3 separate regions of the Mus musculus genome follow, and all the other regions are linked to region 3. The links are chromatin contacts, called in public promoter capture Hi-C maps. All regions are on one chromosome and are shown on one strand. Each heading gives the region's core, a stretch centred on a gene start, on an enhancer-like site or on the middle of the called end of the contact. The rest is flanking DNA. Distances are from core to core; before and after follow the strand shown. Region 1 holds the start of Strn (striatin, calmodulin binding protein). Region 2 holds the start of Cdc42ep3 (CDC42 effector protein (Rho GTPase binding) 3). Region 3 holds the start of Fam98a (family with sequence similarity 98, member A).

Region 1 (4,118 bases), core at 100-2,599, 3.2 Mb before region 3:
CCATGGGAAGACCAGGGAACAGAGAGGACAGGGACAGGATGCCCTTCCCTTGCAAGTCACTCATCAGCTTGTATCTTGACTCTCTTTTTTTCTTTTTTCATGTCCACCAGATCAAAACAAAATTACAATTTTTTTTTGTTGGAGTGACAGATAAATAATTACTTAATTTCGTTTTCATTTCTTAAATGTTCTTCAGGCACATTCCTTTCTCCAGTTGGTGTAGTGTAAATTTATAATGATAATAGTTATCAGGGTACTCAGAGAGGGAAAACACTGGCAAACCACTTAGAAGGAAAGGATTTTAGTGTGCCTTTGGTGTAAAGATCAATTGCCCAAGAAATTAGGAAAGCGACAAGTGGGAAGGGGAGGTTCCCGGGTTCAGGAGTGCAATAGAGCAAAAAGGGACTTTGTTCCTTCTGATTGTAGCCCTTAGGGCTCTGTGACTCTATATGTATGTCAACCTCCTTTTGATGACAAGAACTGTGACATCTATCTTTATATTCCTGGCACGGAATATTACTGACAATAAAATACTTGTTCAAGCGAATTGAGTGAAAACTGCCGCAAAGATGGGGGGAAAAATGAGATTGGACAGGCAGCACTTCTTTATTACTGGAGATCTAAAACTTTGGCAGAATTTACAAGCAGGATTAGCACAGAGAAAGGGACTTTTAATACTAATATTTCAGACCAAGTGTTAAACTGGAAATTAGAAAAAGCCCTCATGGCAAATGTCGAACCTTAGCAGAAAGAGAGAAGACCAGAGTTCCTCCTCCTAAGGGAAAACTGGTCTGTTAACAAGCACTGAGCCCCTCTGGGGATGAATGGTAGGCTCGATGGCAAGCCGTGGTCCAGGGGTGTCGAGGCTTTGATGAACCCCGAAAAGGGCGACGAGGGGGCAGACGACCGGATGGCTTGCCCAGCGCCTATTTCTTAACAAAACGACCAGGAAGCCCTAAACTAAGTGGAGCTAGGGCTGGTACTTGGCGTGATAACTTCCGCGTGCGAATATGCAACAGGGAGCGCCGCTCGCGAACTTCCGCATGAAGGGAGCCTGCGGCGGCGCGACCCGAGGGGCATCGGCTGGCCGCACTGCCGAAGAGGAAACCCGCGGAGCCGTCAGGGGAGGGCGTGGCGAGGAAAGGGCGTGGCTTCGGTCCGGCCTCCGAGAGGCGCAGGCCTACAGGCAAGCGGGGTTCGCCACGCCCCGGGACTACATTTCCCGGCAAGCCCCGCGGGCCGCAGTTGACCCACTTCCCGGCCCGTCACGGGCTCGCCCGGCCCCCGCGCCCGGGCGGCTGCTCCCTGCTGACTGGGGTGTGGGCGGGGAGCGGCGGAGGGAGGAGGCAGAGCTGGCCGCCGCAGTTTGCCGCCGCTGCTGGGCGCCTAGGCAGAGAGCTCCCCGGGGTTCGTGCGGCCGCCATGGACGAGCAGGCGGGGCCCGGCGTCTTCTTCAGCAACAACCACCCGGGAGCTGGCGGTGCTAAGGGGCTCGGGCCTCTGGCGGAGGCTGCAGCGGCCGGAGACGGAGCGGCTGCGGCGGGGGCGGCCCGAGCTCAGTACAGCCTCCCGGGGATCTTGCACTTCCTGCAGCACGAATGGGCCCGCTTCGAGGTGGAGAGAGCCCAGTGGGAGGTGGAGCGGGCGGAGCTGCAGGTAAAGACCCTCCCGGCCTGGCGGTCCTCATCCCGCCTCTTCTCTCTCTTCAGCCCCGCCCCAGACCCTTCGCCCCCTCCCCCAGCCCGCTCGCGCCCCCTCCCCCTTGCCTTGCGCCCATCACTTCCAGAATCTCATCCCCCTTCCTCCAGTCACCTTTGACTTTTTTTTGCTGATCCCACTTCCTTGAGCCTGTTTTCCCACTCCTTCTGATCCATTTACCCTCCCGGCGGCTGTTTTCCCCACTCTCAACTCCGGTGCTTATTCCTACTGGTTTGCCATGCCACATTTTGGGGTTGTCTGTCCCTTTCGGTTTACTGATTGGGTTGACAGTAGTTTTGAGAGACTCCGAGCAGATCATCCTGGCTCAACCTGACGCACCCTAGGTCTAGAGACGTTCCTCGCAGAAGGGTTTGGCAGTTGTCTATCGCTCACTCTGCAAGGAAGGTGACCAGAGAAAGCAACACAAGTTGTATCAGTGAGGCCTTGGCTTTCCTCGAGAAACTGATGTTACTAGCAGTGTCAGCTCCAGTTTTATGTCTGAAAATGTTTCCCTGTCTGCCCTTTGACCCCATCCCGCATTCGCGTTTGGGTTAGACTCATAGGTTTCAGTGAAGGATTTGATTGATGGGAGTCAGAAAATGGGCAGAGGTGGGACATCTTTTCACAGAATCTCAAACTTCCCAAGAGTTGATTTGTATGTCCAGAGCTTAAAAGGAACTAAAGGGGCTTCAGGGCTACGTTGCCCCCTTGCATAACCTGCCAGATAAAGCATGCTTATCTGAGAGGAGCTCTTGTGCGCCAGAGAAGCATGAAAGGTTGGTAACTCACTGGTCACTCTGAGTTGGTAAGTAGGTTTACTGTGACTGTTTATAAAACTTCCAACACATACACTAATTTCCAGAGGAACTCAAAGAGCTGTGAATTGTGCCTCTCTGTTTTATGGGCTAAATCTGTATGCTTATGAAATTTGAGTACAGTTTTAGTTTGTTTGCGAAGCACTCGAAGTGTGTTTCTTTTTTGGTTTTTGGTGGTTTTTTTTTTTTTTGGCACAAAATATGAAGAGAAAGAAACACTGAAGAGACTCGCTTGTAGAAGCGTACTGCTTTGAGAGATTGATGTGGCCACAGAAGGAGCAAACAGGCAAGGTTATGGTAAATAAGTCTCTGATAAAGGCTGGGCTTGAGTCCGGCTCTGTGACCTTGAGGGGATTCTGTGACCTCTCTGGGCTTCAGTTTCAACCCTTACTTATTCAGCACAGGTTCAGGGCTCAGTGAATGCCTGCCTTGTGTATCCAGACTCCGATTAACGAAACCTGCCCCCCTCATGGAGTTTCTGTTTTAATGAGAAGGCGGACAGTCAGTGGATAGAGCTGTGTGAACTAGCCCACGGTTATGTCTATCTCCGATGAAACTTAGGAATACAGGAGTGTAACCAACTTCGGGGCGGTGGGTAGGGCAATTGAATGAAGTCAGGTAGTGGCCTGTATGGTTTCTTACGTTTCTGCAGTTACATGGCTTGTATTCTTTGCTGACTTTCTCATCCCTACTGTTAGGTATGAGTCTATTTGATATTTGTAAGTCTTCCTGTGGTGACTGATCTTGTACTCAACCCAGTGACTTGAGAGTACGCAGAAATGGTCAGACATTTACCTGTCGTTACTGGCAACGCATTCTGTAAATGTGCTTATGGAGTTCAGGTCCAAGGGACTACTGCATGAGAGCTAACTCCATGCATGGTTGCTGCAAGTGATTTTTGTTTGTTTCTGTTTAAATTTTAGCATATTTTATAGTTTAGGGACTATAAAACAAATGACTCTAATCTGGTTAAAAACAAGCAATAAAATAATGTTTGCCTGAGCCGCGCATGGTGGCGCATGCCTTTAATCCCAGCACTTGGGAGGCAGAGGCAGGCGAATTTCTGAGTTCGAGGCCAGCCTGGTCTACAAAGTGAGTTCCAGGACAGCCAGGGCTACACAGAGAAACCCTGTCTCAAAAAAACCAAAAAAAAAAAAAAAAAAAAGTTTGCCTTCCTATGTGTAGATGTATGAGGATCTACAGACTAGCCTATGTTCATTCATTCTATTCTCTGAGGCTTAGAGTTTACAATTTATGTGTACATTTAACTAGTCTTTAATTTTTATACACACATCCAAATTAACTTCAGGTAAGTTTCATATTTTTCTTTACGATAAGGACACTACTTAATTTTAAAATCTTTTGATTTATGTTCCAGAGAAAGTTAGAAAAAAAATCATAGACTATTTTGTAAATATAATAAATACTATTATTATTGCAGGGTTTATATGTATGGTCTCTGTATCATTAACAGAATGAAAAAATTTAAAAACCTTGTACTTTAAATCAACATTAAATTTGATTCTCCCTTTCTGTGCCATTAGGCTTTTCCTGGGGTTGGGGGACAATGTAAAGTAAAAGAGATAAATGAGTTGTGATGACACA
Region 2 (3,674 bases), core at 165-2,664, 3.8 Mb before region 3:
TGCGGTTTTGTATTTGACTTCCGACCTCATGGCCGTTTAACCTGCCAACTATTATTTTCTTTGAGGCTTTTAACACTCCACCCAAGTATTTTGCTTTCCCCAACAGTTGTGTCCGCTTCCTTTTTAAATTCATCTTAACGTCGACCGTGGTTTAGGACCTGGGCTTAAAGTGCACCCGGTCTAAGGTTTCAGAGCGATTCAGATTGGGGGCACCCTTGTGATGACCCCGATAGCGCCCAGGGAAGCCAAGGTCTCCAGGAGGGGCTCTGCTTTGTGCCAGGATTTCCAGGCAACCTGAGAGTCCCAGGGTTGGGGCCAGACCTGGAGCGTGCGACTACTCGGGGTTCTAGCTCCTTTTCCAGGTCAACCAAGCCGGCGGGGGACATCAACGCCGGAAAACACCACCTTTTCCTGTCTCCAACCTGGCGGACTAAGGGAGAAGGAAGAGAGGGCGACCAATTAAGACAATTAACATTAATTCTCTGGGTTCCTACAGAGGTCCAGGGACAGAGGGGCGGGTCGTCCTGAGGCCCTGGCTGGGTGACCGACAGGTGCAGGTGTCGCCACGGGCGGAATTTTACGGTCCGGAGCAGCAGCAGCTGCGCCACTTGCGCCGCCTCGCAGAGCGTCCCGGAGAGCCGCCACCCGCTTCCGCAGCTTTAGGTCAATCTCTGACAGACCTGGAGGGGGAGGAGACGTCACCCTCCCGACAGGAAAAACCTGCTGCGTCTGCGTTTCTCTGCGTCCCGCAGGCTCTCAGCCTCCACCCCGCGTCTCCCGCGCGTCAGATCCGCGCTCCAGGTTTTGGCGACAGCTTGCAAGGGGAGCCGGCTGCACGTTGACAGCACGCGACCCTCCTTTTCCCTCCCGAGAGCTACAGCTGCCAGGGGGTCCCCAGGGAGCTGCGGCCGCGCTGCGGCGACCCGGTCAGGTGGCCCTTCTTCCCCGCGCAGGTCCCCTTCCTCCGCTGCGAAGCCCCGCACTGCTAGGTGGGTTAGGTAGGACAGGGAAAGGCGGGGACACGAGGGTGAGCACGAGGGTCCCGGGTGCGGGCGGAGTCCCATTGTTCTCCCGCACCGTACGGACAGCAACGCTCTGGGGTCCCCTCTTTAAAGGGAGCACCCCGCCACTTTTCTTTGTGCCTGAGGGAGCCCCAGCCGGCATTGCCTCTGAGAGAAGCCACCACTGGGAAGGGGTGGAACTGGGAGGTGACAGTGGGTAGCCTTTGTCCTCCAAGAGTCCGCAGCCTCGCCTCCAGTCCTGCGGGTCTGGGGGTGGTGGGGAGGTGGGGGACAGGTACAACGGAGGGACGGTCCAGGTCGGCCCGCACCCTTCTCCCCGCCCTGCCCTGGCCTCACAGCCCCGCCCCGCCCCGCGCCGGCCCCGCCCTGCGTCCTGCGCCCCGCCCTCGGCAGGTTGAGGCCCGGCGTCCGGCAGCCGCGCGCACAGTGTCGCGGGCGCTTCCAACTGCCGCTGGGAGCACAGCAGCGGGACGCTCACCGACAACCCAGTTCCGCAGCGGCTGCCTCCCGGGAGACGCCGCGCGCAGTCCCGGAGCAGATTCTGCGGTGAACCGTTGCCGCCCCTCTGGTTCTGCGCGCACCAGCGAGGACTGTTGCGCCCTCGGGAGGCGACCCGGGCCGACGCCCGGCCCTCCGGGCAGAAGCTAGGAGCCTTAGAGACTGCTGGTGAGTGTGTGACCCAGGCTGTCTCTCCACCTGTAAGACTGTCCGACCCTCAACCTAAGCCCCCTTCCAGCTAGTGCAGATGGTGGCCTTGGAAGACTTAGAGGGTGCGAGGATAATCTACCGCACCGCCTGGTTGAGCTGATGTTTAGAGGATCAAAGGGGACATCATGCTTGACGTCCGGGAGGGGGGATCAGGACGCGGAGCTCTGCCACCTACTTCTTTAGGGTGGGGCTGCAGTCAGCACGGCCCCCTCCAGGCCATTGACAGCCATTCTGGGCGCGTGTTGCGTTTTTCCAGCAGAACAAACCGCACTTGGCTACCGCGGCCCTCTAGTTGTGTGTTTGCACCGATGCGGCGCGGCGCGAGAGTGCACCGCGCAGCTTGGCAGTTTCCGAACTGACAGAGGCAGCACATTGTAGCTGAGGCTCCAACCTGCAGATCTGGCAGTTGGGGGAAAAAAATTTTTTTTTTCTTTCTCGACTGCGGTTTCTGAACAACTGAAGCGTTTACAAGATCTTTACTCCCTCTTCCTCCTCCTTCCCCTCTCCTTCTCCTCCTGCCTCTCCTCCTCCTCTTCCTCCTGCTATTGCTCTTCTTCCTCTTCTTTTCTCTTCCTTCTCACTAAGTATCTTGACACAGCCATGCGAGGACGAATGGATCCGGCCAGTCAGTTTTTTTCTTTATGAATTATTATACTCCACCCCGCTCTCGCCTTTGGGAGGGAAGGCATGTGTTTCATCTTATAAATAGAAAGTAGCATATTTTTTGGCAGGACCTGCTTTATACTGCACCGTCTAGGAGAGGTCAGTTTAAAAATAAATATGCACTTGAATGTTACATTACCGAGCCGGCTGTGGCTGGGACAAGCTGCGAGTACAGCGGCATCAAAGCTGGGCGCACATCTGTGTTGAAAGGAGTTAAAGCCCCAGAGTGCAGCCCCGGCTGACAGTCAAGTAATTACATTTTGTTTAAAAAAAAAAAAGTGAGTGAATTAAAAGGAGGGTGGGAAGAGGAATGTCAGGCAGGGACTGGAGCCTGAATCTTTGCAGCCTTGGTGCGTTTGCGGGGAGTGGGCTGCTGATTGTGTGCAGTGTGTAGTGGGGGCTCTGGGGAGGGAACTGATGGATGTGTTGGGGAGACAAAGATTCCTTCTGCTGCTTCCTCACCCTGGCAGCTTGTAGCCCTCCCAGTATCCTCGAGTTCTGGGAGGGGGTGGAGGAGGGGTGCCGCCTTGAAAATATTAGGAGGGTAGCAGATGTCCCTGCTTTAATAGTAGACCCAGACTTGGGAACTCCCCCTTAACATCACAGGGAGAAATAAGCCTCCCCAGGAAGCAGCCAGGATGCCCCAGGGGCACCCCTAAGTCCATTAAAAGACTCCTGTAATGGTCTGACTTATAAAAGATCTTTCAACTAACAACTGAGCTAGGGAGTACAACTTCTGGACAGTTGTAGATACCTCCACCACTGTGATTTGATGGACAGTTTAGATGTCAGTATACACAAACACCTTTTTCAGAATGAAGGACTCGGCCATAAGGCCGTTATGAAATGTCTAGCGATGTAACGTGTGAGATAAAGGATTAAGATCTATATTCAAGGAATGGTTGACAGTCCATCTGGAAGTGCCTAGGTTTTCCAGGAGGCCTCACCCATGGTTGGAAGACGGGGCTACCAGTCTCGGGGCTCACAGCCCCTGGGCTCTCAGATGATGTTTAGAGGAGAACTTTGGAAGCCTTCTGGGTCTGTGGCAGTTTCTGTTTTCCAGCCGTCTCATCTGCTAGAGATTTGCATTCTGAATTCCATGATTGGAACATGGTGCCGAGGCTGTGGCAGCCCCCTGAAGACATGAAGTAAGATGAGCTCCTTCCCACCCCCCTAATCTGCACCCTGAAAGTCTGCCTCCTATCTTCAGGGCACCTAGAAAGGTGTCGAGAGTAAAGTACCTGGTGTACATTTGCTTTCTTGGTTTTTATTGTGAATTTA
Region 3 (4,159 bases), core at 1,435-3,934:
GCTGTCTGAACTCCACAGGAACTTCTCATTCTCTCCCTGGCTCAGTAAGACTGGTGGTCAAGACCATGAATGGCTACATTACATTATAACTGGGATTCATATGCACCAAGGTGGCCCAAAAAAAAAAAAAGGCTCAGTTCCAAAAAGTGCAACCCAAAGCAAGCCTGGACGTGGCATGAACCAGCATTTGTCTGCTTGAAGCCTTTAGTCTACTGTTCAGAAATGAAGTGTGTGCCACTGTGGGGCTCTGTGAGTCCTCATTGGGTTGGTCAAGATGCCAGATACAAAGTCTTTGGGTTTATACTGATTGACTGACTCTCTAGTCAGAAGTGGAGATTTCTGACACAGTAGATCACCTGAAGAGTCTGCAAACACAAGGAGATAAGTGGGCTTACACACCTGCAACTCACAGAGTTGTGATCCTGGAAAGAGCTGTACAAGTTCTACCACACTATTGTAAATCTTTTTTGGAGAAGCTGAGGGATGCTGAAATAATCCTCAGCTACACTGTTAGAGTAATATGTTTATAAAATTCATACTTAATAAGGTAGGATACTCATGTCTGCATAAAGGTGTTTATAAAAACCAGACCACAGATTGTTTCTGGAATCCTTTGTTGAGTTACAAAAGTTAAAAAAAATGGCAACATTTGAAACTGTGACTGACAGTACATCATGTTTCTAATGATAACCTTTGACTTTGCTTGATTTTCTTAAAAATTAAATGTCAGCGTTTAAAATAGTCTTGTGTAACAAGGCTGGGGGTCTGAGTTAGGAATAAAACCTTTTCTATTAAAAAACAACCTTTCATTGTTACTGTTTTTAGCACATTCAACATTTCCATGATAAAGAATCATTTTATTAAAATTATGTACAATATATACAGGCATAAAAAAATCAGATAATTAATTTCCCTATCTTTTCCCATTCTGCTTTTAATCCTTGTCTGAACAATCAAGTAAGTGTATGGATGCAAATACACTCAAGTTTCAGAATGCACTAATTGTTTACGAATGCTAAGGATCAGAAAGACACGGTGCTTCAGGTTGCTCATCTATATAATGCAAACAATGTTCATACAGCATTATAACCCTATACAATAATATGTTGATGCAAAATACTTTTTTTTCTTGATCCAAATATGAGTGACCATGACCCAGGTACAGACTCAGACTGCCCCACATAACATGTGCCAACACAGAACTGGTTCCACTGTCTGTATAGTTACACAATACCAACTCATAAGTCAAGGGATTATTTCTTCAGATATATTGGTGGGGACAGCAGGTGAGAAGTTTACAGTGATGTGGAGAGAACTTAGCTGTTATCTGATGACACTTGTGGCTTTGAGTAGGCAGAAGCTAATTTGGATGTTTACACATCCCAAAAGTTTTACCTGATAGCCAAAATGAGGTTAGGTCACACAGGATGGGCCAGGGTGGGCTCTTAAGGGGACTAATGACAGTCTGACAGAACCTTGGCTCTGGATTTGCAACTTTTCCCAATCAGGAAATTAGAATCAATGAATACACCTTGAAGAATATTTAACTTTAGGGGAGCTTTCTTGGAGAAGCCAGGTCGCTCATGGGTCAAGAGGATAGTCACTAGAACAGTTAGTGCATAACCTTCTCCCAACCCATGTTACACAAAATAAATAACTAAACCATGAATTACTACTGACAGAGAATGCTTATCCATTAGACATGAAAGTGGAAACTACAAAATAAAACGTAAGAATAAGTTTAAAACCAAATGACTACACAATATAACAACATGGCAATTCATAGATAAATATGATTTTCTAACTACATCATCTCTTTGAAAACGATTTCCTCCTTATTCAACAGTTCTTTCATAATAGAAAGCTACACCCAAGCATGGGTGGCCAAAAGTAATGACAACACTGAGCATGGTAGCAGATGCCTTTAATCTCAGCACTGGGAAGGCAAAGGTAGGTGGAGCTCTGTGAGTTCACAGCCAGCCTGGTCTGCATAGTGAGTTCCAGGCCATCCATGGCTCTATAAAACCCTGTATTAAAAAAAAAAAAAAAAAAGTCAACGGAGACAAAAAGTTGATCCATTGTCTAAACTGCATGTAATCAAATATACCCTATTGTATTCGATATGGAGTTATGCCCTTTCCCGTTAAAACAAAATGCGTGGTGTCTGGGGCAGACTCAAGAGGACAGGGACAAAAAAAAAAAAAAAAACTTTCCCTGGAGAAACTTTCTGAAGCATCCATACTGAGGAAAGCCACTTCTCTAACCGTGGACTCCAGAGGCTACACTGAAGAAAAATCAAATGGCATTTTCCTGGCTTTCATTGTTTTTGACCCGTCTAACCCCGCCCTGGGCTGTGGCTGGGAACGCACAAATTTGCCCTTCTGTGGTGACTCGCAGGTGAAAGGAGGACACGCATCTTCAATACCACAGCTGTCACTCTACAATCCCAGGCTGGATCCTGCTTCTGCTCCTCCCGCGCCTGCCTCGCCCCAAGCTGTGCACATGCGCATTCCAAGAGCTCCGCGCCCCCTGGCTGAGTCTCTGAGTCTCCCAGCCTCGGTGCCACGCCACCTGCCTTCCTGCCCTTCTTAGGGCAGCTAGCTTCACTACCCCATACTGGGCACGCGCACACCCGGCCATTTTTTTTTCCTCGGCCGGTGAGGTGGGGGCAGTGGGCGGAACCAAACTGCTTGCGCACGCTCGGGGCATGCGCAATACGGGGACTGAGGCGCCAGCTGTCGACTTGGAAGTTCCGGGGAAGGAGCGCATGCGCTAGGGTACGCGTTGCCGGCGAGAGGGCAGCCTGACGACTCGGAAATTTGAATACCACAGTAGCATGGAGTGTGACCTCATGGAGACTGACATCTTGGAGTCGTTGGAAGATCTAGGGTAAGACGGCGGGGGCATGAGTTTCTGAAAGTCCACTCTGCTAGAGCCCCGGCAACTCCTCGGGCGCCCGGTCGGAGCCACCTGCCTTGCCACTCCGCACCCGACTCCCGCCGGAGCTTCCCGCTGCTGGCCCAGGGACCCCCGGTGCCACGTCCACACCTACCCTGCCCACTGGGCTCCGACGGCCCTCGTCCTCCCCGGTGCTCCCCTACAGCCCAGCTACCCGCAGCGTGTCTCAGTCATGCGTGTCATTGTCTGGGCTCCGGTTCTCACCACCCCCCCACTCCCCAAGCTTTCTCTTCTTGCCTCCCGTCCTCCCACCCTACCCCCACTTTATGGTTTGCCAAAGTTGTATCTGCTTTCCTACTTGGCCCCAAGATTCCCTACTTCTTTCTTGAGCTTCTACCCCCCACCCTACTTCTCTGTCTCTCTCTCTCTCAAAAAAAAAAAAAAATCATCTTTGCTCAGTCATCTCTGCATGCACCTAGGCTTCCCAAAGCGCACGTCTGGGCGATGCAGCCGGCTGCTCTCAAGCCCGCTCAGCTGTGCACCTAACCTTTCAACCACCTGCTTTGGAAATGACAGTCAGTGACTTCAGACCTCCAGCACAGCCTCGCTGAACTCCAGCATTCCAGGGTCATCCTCACCCACCAAGAATCAGCATATTTGCATCTTGACTCTCAGTCATAGTCTTCAGTGTTTAGGAATTTGGAAATAAGGCTTATTTATCTTGTTTGGTCACCCAGATCAAGGTGCTTAAACTTGAGAACCTAGAGGCTCTTAGGCAAAAAAAAAAAAAAAAAAAAAAAAAAAAAAAAAAAAAAAAAGCCCTGCATGATTAAGTATTTGCCTGCGAATAACTATTTCAGGATAAAATCAGCGTAGAAGAAATGACGCACCGAGGTCCTCCTGCCTCTGGCACCTGAGAGCTATGATTAAAGGAGTGAGCCCCCATGCCCTGCCGATTGTTGTATTTTTAACTATAATCCTTAATCAAAGCTTAACTTTAGGCTTTTCCATGCCATGGAAATTCTTAAGGGACACCTTTCTTTAGGGAAGGACACCTTTGAGGTAGCCAAAGCGCAACCCATGTGACTAGCTTGGTGTCCTAGTAGGTACTGACCATAAAGGAAGCTTACTAACCATCGCTGTGAACATCAGCCGCTGTGGTCATTTCTTTGAATCACATTTTGTGCATAGCCCAGACTTGGCCAACTTAGTTCTTGCAATGGGCCACACGTAAGCCTTATTCTGTGGAACGGGTGCTTTT

The links. Promoter capture Hi-C pulls out the DNA fragments that hold promoters and counts their contacts.
Region 1: a contact with region 3 is called in a promoter capture Hi-C map of pre-B cells, with 6 times the contacts expected there. The contact joins the promoter of Strn here to the promoter of Fam98a in region 3. A contact is called at or near these places in 2 of 39 promoter capture datasets (cranial neural crest and pre-B cells) and 1 of 484 Hi-C or Micro-C datasets (CD4 T cells).
Region 2: a promoter capture Hi-C map of pre-B cells shows a contact between it and region 3, with 4 times the contacts expected there. The contact joins the promoter of Cdc42ep3 here to the promoter of Fam98a in region 3. A contact is called at or near these places in 1 of 39 promoter capture datasets (pre-B cells) and 1 of 484 Hi-C or Micro-C datasets (CD4 T cells).

What each region holds. Positions count from the first base shown.
Region 1 is chr17:78,733,792-78,737,909 of GRCm38.p6, reverse strand. Strn (striatin, calmodulin binding protein) reads left to right here and starts at 1,349. Exons shown (of 18, transcript NM_011500.3): 1 at 1,349-1,656. The coding sequence starts at 1,423.
Region 2 is chr17:79,352,831-79,356,504 of GRCm38.p6, reverse strand. Cdc42ep3 (CDC42 effector protein (Rho GTPase binding) 3) reads left to right here and starts at 1,414. Exons shown (of 2, transcript NM_026514.3): 1 at 1,414-1,688. It overlaps Gm17315 (predicted gene, 17315), which reads right to left and starts at 1,806. Exons shown (of 2, transcript NR_165822.1): 1 at 1,501-1,806; 2 at 1-680.
Region 3 is chr17:75,550,471-75,554,629 of GRCm38.p6, reverse strand. Fam98a (family with sequence similarity 98, member A) reads left to right here and starts at 2,684. Exons shown (of 8, transcript NM_133747.2): 1 at 2,684-2,889. The coding sequence starts at 2,837.